2 separate regions of the Mus musculus genome follow, and region 1 is linked to region 2. The links are chromatin contacts, called in public Hi-C maps. All regions are on one chromosome and are shown on one strand. Each heading gives the region's core, a stretch centred on a gene start, on an enhancer-like site or on the middle of the called end of the contact. The rest is flanking DNA. Distances are from core to core; before and after follow the strand shown. Region 1 has its middle 17 kb from the start of Gm31784. Region 2 has its middle 47 kb from the start of Thap1.

The links. A called contact is a pair of places that touch in the nucleus more often than the background predicts.
Region 1: a contact with region 2 is called in a Hi-C map of the N1E-115 cell line, with 2.8 times the contacts expected there. The contact joins two enhancer-like sites. A contact is called at or near these places in 11 of 484 Hi-C or Micro-C datasets (the G1E-ER4 cell line, the N1E-115 cell line, brown adipocytes and 6 more) and 1 of 115 datasets of contacts at active chromatin or transcription factors (embryonic stem cells).

What each region holds. Positions count from the first base shown.
Region 1 is chr8:26,328,156-26,331,416 of GRCm38.p6, reverse strand. No RefSeq gene overlaps it. Among named protein-coding and RNA genes, the nearest start is that of Gm31784, 17 kb to the right of the region's middle. Within about 2 kb of position 1,431, at least 7 of the 459 cell types and tissues checked have an H3K27ac peak or open chromatin away from gene starts, as enhancers often do. A contact at or near this core is called in the N1E-115 cell line, where this site is marked.
Region 2 is chr8:26,203,661-26,207,249 of GRCm38.p6, reverse strand. No RefSeq gene overlaps it. Among named protein-coding and RNA genes, the nearest start is that of Thap1, 47 kb to the right of the region's middle. Within about 2 kb of position 1,774, at least 10 of the 459 cell types and tissues checked have an H3K27ac peak or open chromatin away from gene starts, as enhancers often do. A contact at or near this core is called in the N1E-115 cell line, where this site is marked.

The DNA of each region.
Region 1 (3,261 bases), core at 182-2,681, 120 kb before region 2:
ATAACTTCCACCACTAATTTAATGAGAACTATCAAATGAATTTTTTTATTCTGATATCACCCATGAGACAAATGAGACTTCGCAGGCCTATTTTTAACAAATGAATTATTGACTTAAACTGGCACAATTAATCACAATATAATGGGCTGAGGGGATGTTAGAGGCCCATTCATCACAACCGATGATGAGTACTGAGTCTTCCGAGAAATGAAACTCTTTAATCACGCCGAGATTAACAGTTACATGCTTTCAAATTTCAATCATTGGAAGAAGCTGGCGGGGTGTTAGGAGAAGCCGGCGCTAGAAGAGAAGATGAAAGGGGAGTGTGTGGTCTGCTTTCTATACTTAGCCATCCAGCCCTTGCCTCGCTCATCATCAGCCATGATAAAAACGTGAGCCGTCAGAAAGGCAGGGTGGAAATGTCTGAGAATCAGGCTGGCAATTAAAATCCTTAAAATCTAGGCTTATCTCTTTGATTGAAAGTCCGTGGGACCTCCAAAGGTTGTCTGACTTCTCCAAATTTCATCTAGAAGATGGCTGCGATGCAGTGTCATAAAATAAACTTCTTGTCAAAATGAAAGGAGACGGAAGTGGGTCCTCCTGTTTTGGAAAAAATAGCAGGGCTCTTTTTCAAGAGATCCTTGTGCCTCTGCAGAAGTTTGCTGTCACCCCAACTGATACCTATCAGGCACTTTGGACTAATTGGGGGGAAAAGATATGTAATAAAATGTGAAAGACAAATAAGGAACTAGGAAGATGTTCTATTTGCTAATTAAACTAATATGCTGGTGTCTGTCTTAAGCCCCGGTGACAGATGAATGAGACAGAATTCTGCCTCTAAGGCATTTGGGAACATATTAGGGACACGAGCAGAGCAGCGATATCATTCGAACAAAGAAAGAAGTAAAAAGCTACTGTGGATGGTTGGGTGTTATATTTTTTTTTCTCTCCCAGTCAGATCAGTAAGAGTGCGTAGGGGAAAGACACCCGATACAGAAGACCTGAGCTATGCGCCCCTGTCCCGTATGGTCACTGAGACGATTTGTGTGTTCTCGCCTCTGAGACTCCTCTGCGAAGAGTTAAGTGCCTCTGTACCTCACTGCCGATGAAAGGGTTTGATAAGAACTGTTTGCACCGTGCTGACTGAGGCATAATATTGACATCGTCCCCATTAAAATACAGCTCCGTGTTTAATTGGAGTTGGAAGACAAGTCTGTAAGGATAACGTCATACTGACAAGGGGTGATGCTGCCCTGCCTTTCTCATCATTTTCCTTAAGAGTTTGGACCTCCTCCCCCCATCTGAGTTAGTCATTGAAAAGCGGTCTTTTTACAGGAAATTCAGAAGACCAGAGATTTCCAGATGGCTTTCGACTCCTCCCATTTCACATTTAGCCCCTCCTATCCACTTCCTGCCTCCGTCCAACTCTGCAGCGAGGCTCGTGGCTACGAGTACGGGCATCTTTCATGTGTTCTCCTCGTGACCTCACAGAGTGACATCCTAAGTCTTCCAGGGCCACAGTCCCCAGCTCCCCCTCAATGGAGGAATGTCTGATGTTTATGATAAAGCCATTGTCAGAACTCACCGTTATTCCATCTGATTGAACTTCTGGTCGGCACAGACAACGGGGCTTAGAAAAATGGGAATGAAACGGGAAGAAATGGAATGAACAGAGTTGGAAGGGTGGCAGAAGCCTCCACACACACTTCTACATCTGTTATAGAGCAAATAGAAAAATAAACCAATTATGAAAATCCCGAATAATATAATTAATAAAGCTCTATGTGTAGATGTGTAGATATTGATCCTTTTATTCTAGAGAGAATATTCTTTATTTTCACCATCGATAAAACATTTATGAAATATTGATCTGCATGATGTCCCAAAGATAAATTTAAAAATAATTTTTTAAAAGCATGAAGCTGGATCAATGGATAAGCCTTGAGTATTTGTAATAGATGTCGCAAGCTCATGCTACTGTACACCAGAGAAGATAGAAAAGACAGAAAATAGCATGGCAATAAGTACTTGTTTAACACTATGACCTGGGTATGGTAGGTCTTAGAAAGATAAATATGTCGTGACCATATTTATCCTGGTGCTTGCTTTCTAACACGGGGACCAGGAAGGCATCAATGCAGGCTGCAAAGCCTGGAGGTAGCTTAGAGCTAAAGTCAAGCATTGCCTCTCCCAGGGGCAGTGCAAACAGGGCAGAATGGCTTGAAGAGAGTCTTTTCCTATGAAGGAACTGAAAAGTGAGAAACCTAAAAGCATGGGAATTGTGTCCAGCTCAAAATGGGAGCCGCTTGTGGCTTTGAGACGTTTAGGAACATCTAGGGCAGACTGGAGTGGGTAGCAGGACTGGGAATACATTAGAACATGAGGTTTCACTACAGAGAACAGTAGAGTCTGTGTTAGCAACAGCAGAGGCAGAATAGCCCAATATGCAAGCACCATCCCCAAACCTCTTTGCAATGGGGAAGGAATCCAAGGAACGGCAATTTAAAACCCAGATGACGGCAGGAAGTCTCGTCATTGACAGAAATGGGTTAGGCTGTGTTTTATAGTTTCTAAAGTACAATATTCAACTTTCAAGCAAGATGGGAATTTAAACACAAGCATATAACCTCTAGAAAAAACCAGCTCAGGCAGAGGACTCTTGCCTCCAGTGCACGAGGACCTGATTCCATCTCCGGCCCAGCAGCACAATAACTGAATAAAATATATTAGAATAAAACAACAGTGACTCAGAAAGAAATGGGGTCAGGTATGTAACCTCACATAAAGAAAAGCATATATGCCGGGGCCTAGCAAACACAGAAGTGGATGCTCACAGTCAGCTAATGGATGGATCACAGGGCTCCCAATGGAGGAGCTAGAGAAAGTACCCAAGGAGCTAAAGGGATCTGCAACCCTATAGGTGGAACAACATTATGAACTAACCAGTACCCCGGAGCTCTTGACTCTAGCTGCATATGTATCAAAAGATGGCCTAGTCGGCCATCACTGGAAAGAGAGGCCCATTGGACACGCAAACTTTATATGCCCCAGTACAGTGGAACGCCAGGGCCAAAAAGGGGGAGTGGGTGGGAGAGGGGGTGGGTGGCTACGGGGGCCTTTTGGTATTGCATTGGAAATGTAAATGAGCTAAATACCTAATAAAAAATGGAAAAGAAAAAAAAATAAAATAACCTCAAAAAAAAAAAAGAAAAAAAAAAGAAAAGCATAAGACTGTAGAGGTCTGTACTGGAAATTGTCAAA
Region 2 (3,589 bases), core at 525-3,024:
CCTCACACACCAGGGTAGTTTAAGCCTCACAAGGGCAGAAGTCTATAGAGGGTATAAGGCCTGAGAGCTTGCTTCCTTTTCTCCTAGGTACCCATCACCTGCATGAACTCATTGTCTTTCTTTAGGGTTGATGGTAAGAGCTGAGTAGTGGTGGTGCATGCCTTTAATCATCCCAGCACTTAAGAGGTAAAGACAGGCCAGTTTCTAAGTTCAAGGCCAGCATAGTCTGCATAAGTGAGTTCCGGGGCAGCCAGAGCTACAAAGAGAAATCCTGTCTTAAGGGAGCAACTGGCATTTAAACTGCATTAGGCATCTGTTGGTTCGGTGGAGATGAATACAGCCATAGAAAAATTTTATTAATTTAATAAAATACTTTTGTTAATTCTTTGTATTTTAATCATATTCATTCCCCATTACTTCTCGTAACTCCTTCCAGATCCATTTTGACTTCCTCAGCCCCTCCCAACTTTATGTTATCATCATCATCATCATGGCCGGTCAAGTCCAATTTGGGATGCCCATATTCACGTCTGTGAGACCATCCACAGAGCATGGTCAAATACTAAGAGCCACACCCTTGAAGAAAACTGATTCTACCTCCCCTAGGAGCCATCAACTGCCAGTCACCCCCCAGTTAGGAGTTGGGGGGGGGTCTCATTCTGACATGGGACTCCAGGCTAGAGTGTCGACTGGCCTGATCATGTACTAGTCTTGTGCAGGCAGCCACAGCTGCTGTGAGCTATGAGTACAAGGGTCCTGCCATGTCCAGGAGACACTATTTCACTCCAGTCCTCCCTGACTGACCTCTGGCTCCTGTAAGCTTTCTGCCCCCTTCTTCCATGATGGTCCCTGAGCCTTCGGAATGGGGGACAATTAGGTGTCCCGTTTGTCACTAAGACACTTTTCTTCTACCCCCCCCCTTGTCTTGGTCGAAGCCCAAACAGGTAGAGCACTAATCAGGGGTCCCACCAGCTAAGGGAGATGGCCTGAACCCTGGCAAAAGAGATCCCTTTCCTCAAAGCCGCTTCCCACATCATTCCTCTCCTTCCAGCTCCAGAACACACAGCCCTGCTCTTGCCCTTCATACCAATAACCCGAGAGTGGGAATTATGCAGAGAGCTCATGTTCGACACCCCATCTGTTCATTCCTGACAGCAATATATAATGTAAAGCTATAAAAACTTGAAAAATAATGCAACATAAAAAGGGATTGACTCAGCTCCAAGAGGCCATAAATGGTAACAAATACCACTGGATGATTTATTCCGCGCTGCAATCTTTACAGTAAGTCATCTTTCAGACATTTCCTCGTGACAGGATTTAATAATATTAATGCCCAGAGCAATCCAAATCATCGCCAATAGACATATTTATCAAGCTGCCAATCCGAGTAAATGAAATTCTATAAGCAATAATGTAACATGTTTAAAGGAAGCTAATAAAACAAGTCAGGAGAGAAATATTACTTCAAAAGTATTCTCTCCCTCTAATCCAGGGCTGCATGTTTTACAGCCAAAATGCAAATCTCTCCATACTTGATTTATTGCTCCAAAAATACCAATGACCTTTCCCTAGGCTTCTGTATATTCACTCTTACGCGTTCATAAAGCCCACAGTGCATCCTGCCAGAGTCACTGAACACTGCGGTGTGAGCACGTATTGTTATGTTTGCCTTGCTTTGCTTTGCTTTGCTTTCACACAGGTATGTGGTTGTTTGCCACACTGAACGACATCTCCGTTTCCAAGACATGTTAAAATGCACCAAATACTTGAGCCATAAACCAGTCTTTACAGTGCCTGTCCTGTATGGGCCTCTTCCAGAAGAGCCGCGGCTTAGGTGGAGCCAGGATGATTTATCGGTTGCCAGATAAATTTCACCTGAGAGCGAGCCAATCTAAGCTTTTCCTCAATCCGGCTTGCCTTAATTTCTAATCGCCCAAATGTGGCTCGAGCTTTGCGTCATGCTGAAAGCCTTCCTTGTTAATTTTACCACCTGACTCAATCCTCGAGCAACTTTTTTTAATTAACAAATCCATGCCAATGCAATGAGCACCAAGGCTCTCATCAAATATCGCATGGAAACATGTCCGGTAGTAATTTATCTGATCCATTCTACAATTACCTGGTGACTCATGCTTCTTGCAGATCACATAGAAACCATCCCCTATACAGCCACCAAACCCAGACATTATTGTGGATGCCAGGAAGTGCATGCTGATGGAAGCCTGATGTGGCTGTCTCCTGAGAGGCTCTGCCAGAGCCTGGCAAATACAGAGGCGGATGCTTGCAGCCAACCATTGGACTGAGCAAGGGGTTCCTGATGGAGGAGCTGGAGAAGGGATGGAAGGAGTTGAAGGGAGTTGCAGACCCATGGGGGTTGGAACAGTATCAACAGGCCAGACCCTGGAGCTGGACCACCAACCAAAGAGTACACATGGAGGGACCCATGGCTCCAGCCGGGTATGTGGCAAAGGATGGCCTTGCTGGACATCAGGGGAAGGAGTGGCCCTTGACCCTGTGGGGGTTCGTTGCCCCAGTATCAGAGAATGCCAGGACGAGAAGGTAGGAGTGGGTGGGTGGGTGGGGGAGCAACCTCATAGAGGCAGAGGGCTGGGTTAGGGGGTTTCCTGGAGAGGAACATTTGATAACATTTGAAATAAAAATAAAGAAAATATCCAATTAAAAAATACCTCATAAAAGGCACGTTTTGTTTTAAAGGAGTAAATGTTTTGTACGTGTTTCTGGATGTTACTAAAACACTAGGCTAGTCCTTTTCTTTTTTTTTTCTTTTCTTTTCTTTCCTTTTATTTCCTTTTTGAAACAGGGTCTCATATATCCGCTCCAGGTCTGACTTCGGCTGTTAGTAGCCCACAGACCATGTTTGGTTCCCTGAGGTTTCATGGTTTTGTTTTACCCTCATTCTCCCTTTGTCACGGTGTTTCTGAGTACAGCTAGTAGAGCTAGGTTGGTGTGTTGGTCAGGTTCTCTAAAGAATGAAATTGATTTTTTTTTAAATAAGGTAGATGGGTAGATAGATGCATTAAAAATGACCCATTAAATCATCTTACACAATTTAGTCAAAGTAGTCCAAACAACAGCTGTCTCACACCTGAGAGACCAAGAACCCAGCTGTCGCTGAGTCCGTGAGGCTCCGGGTCTCAACAGTCCCTATCTGGCTCCAAGGGCCTGGAAATTTCCCGGAGAGTCACTGGTCCAGGTCCATGTTGGAAACCTAGAAACCCTGATTCTAGTATCGGAGAAGAAATCAGAAGCAGCACCAACACAGTAATCTAACACAGCGGTGAGAAGGACCTCCGCCGAGGGTGAATAATCTTCCTTCTTCCGTGTCCTGTTGTATTTGGGCTCTTTCCATAAGACACCACTCACAGCGGGGCAGTGGTAGCACAGGCACCAGCCCTTGGGAGGCAGTGGCAGGCAGATTTCTGAGTTCGAAGCCAGCCTGGTCTACAGAGTGAGTTCCAGGACAGCCAGGGCTACACAGAGAAACCCTGTCGAGAGAGAGAGAGAGAGAGAGAGAGAGGGGGGGGGGGGGGAGAGGGAGAGGGAGAGGGAGAGAGAGAGAGAGAGA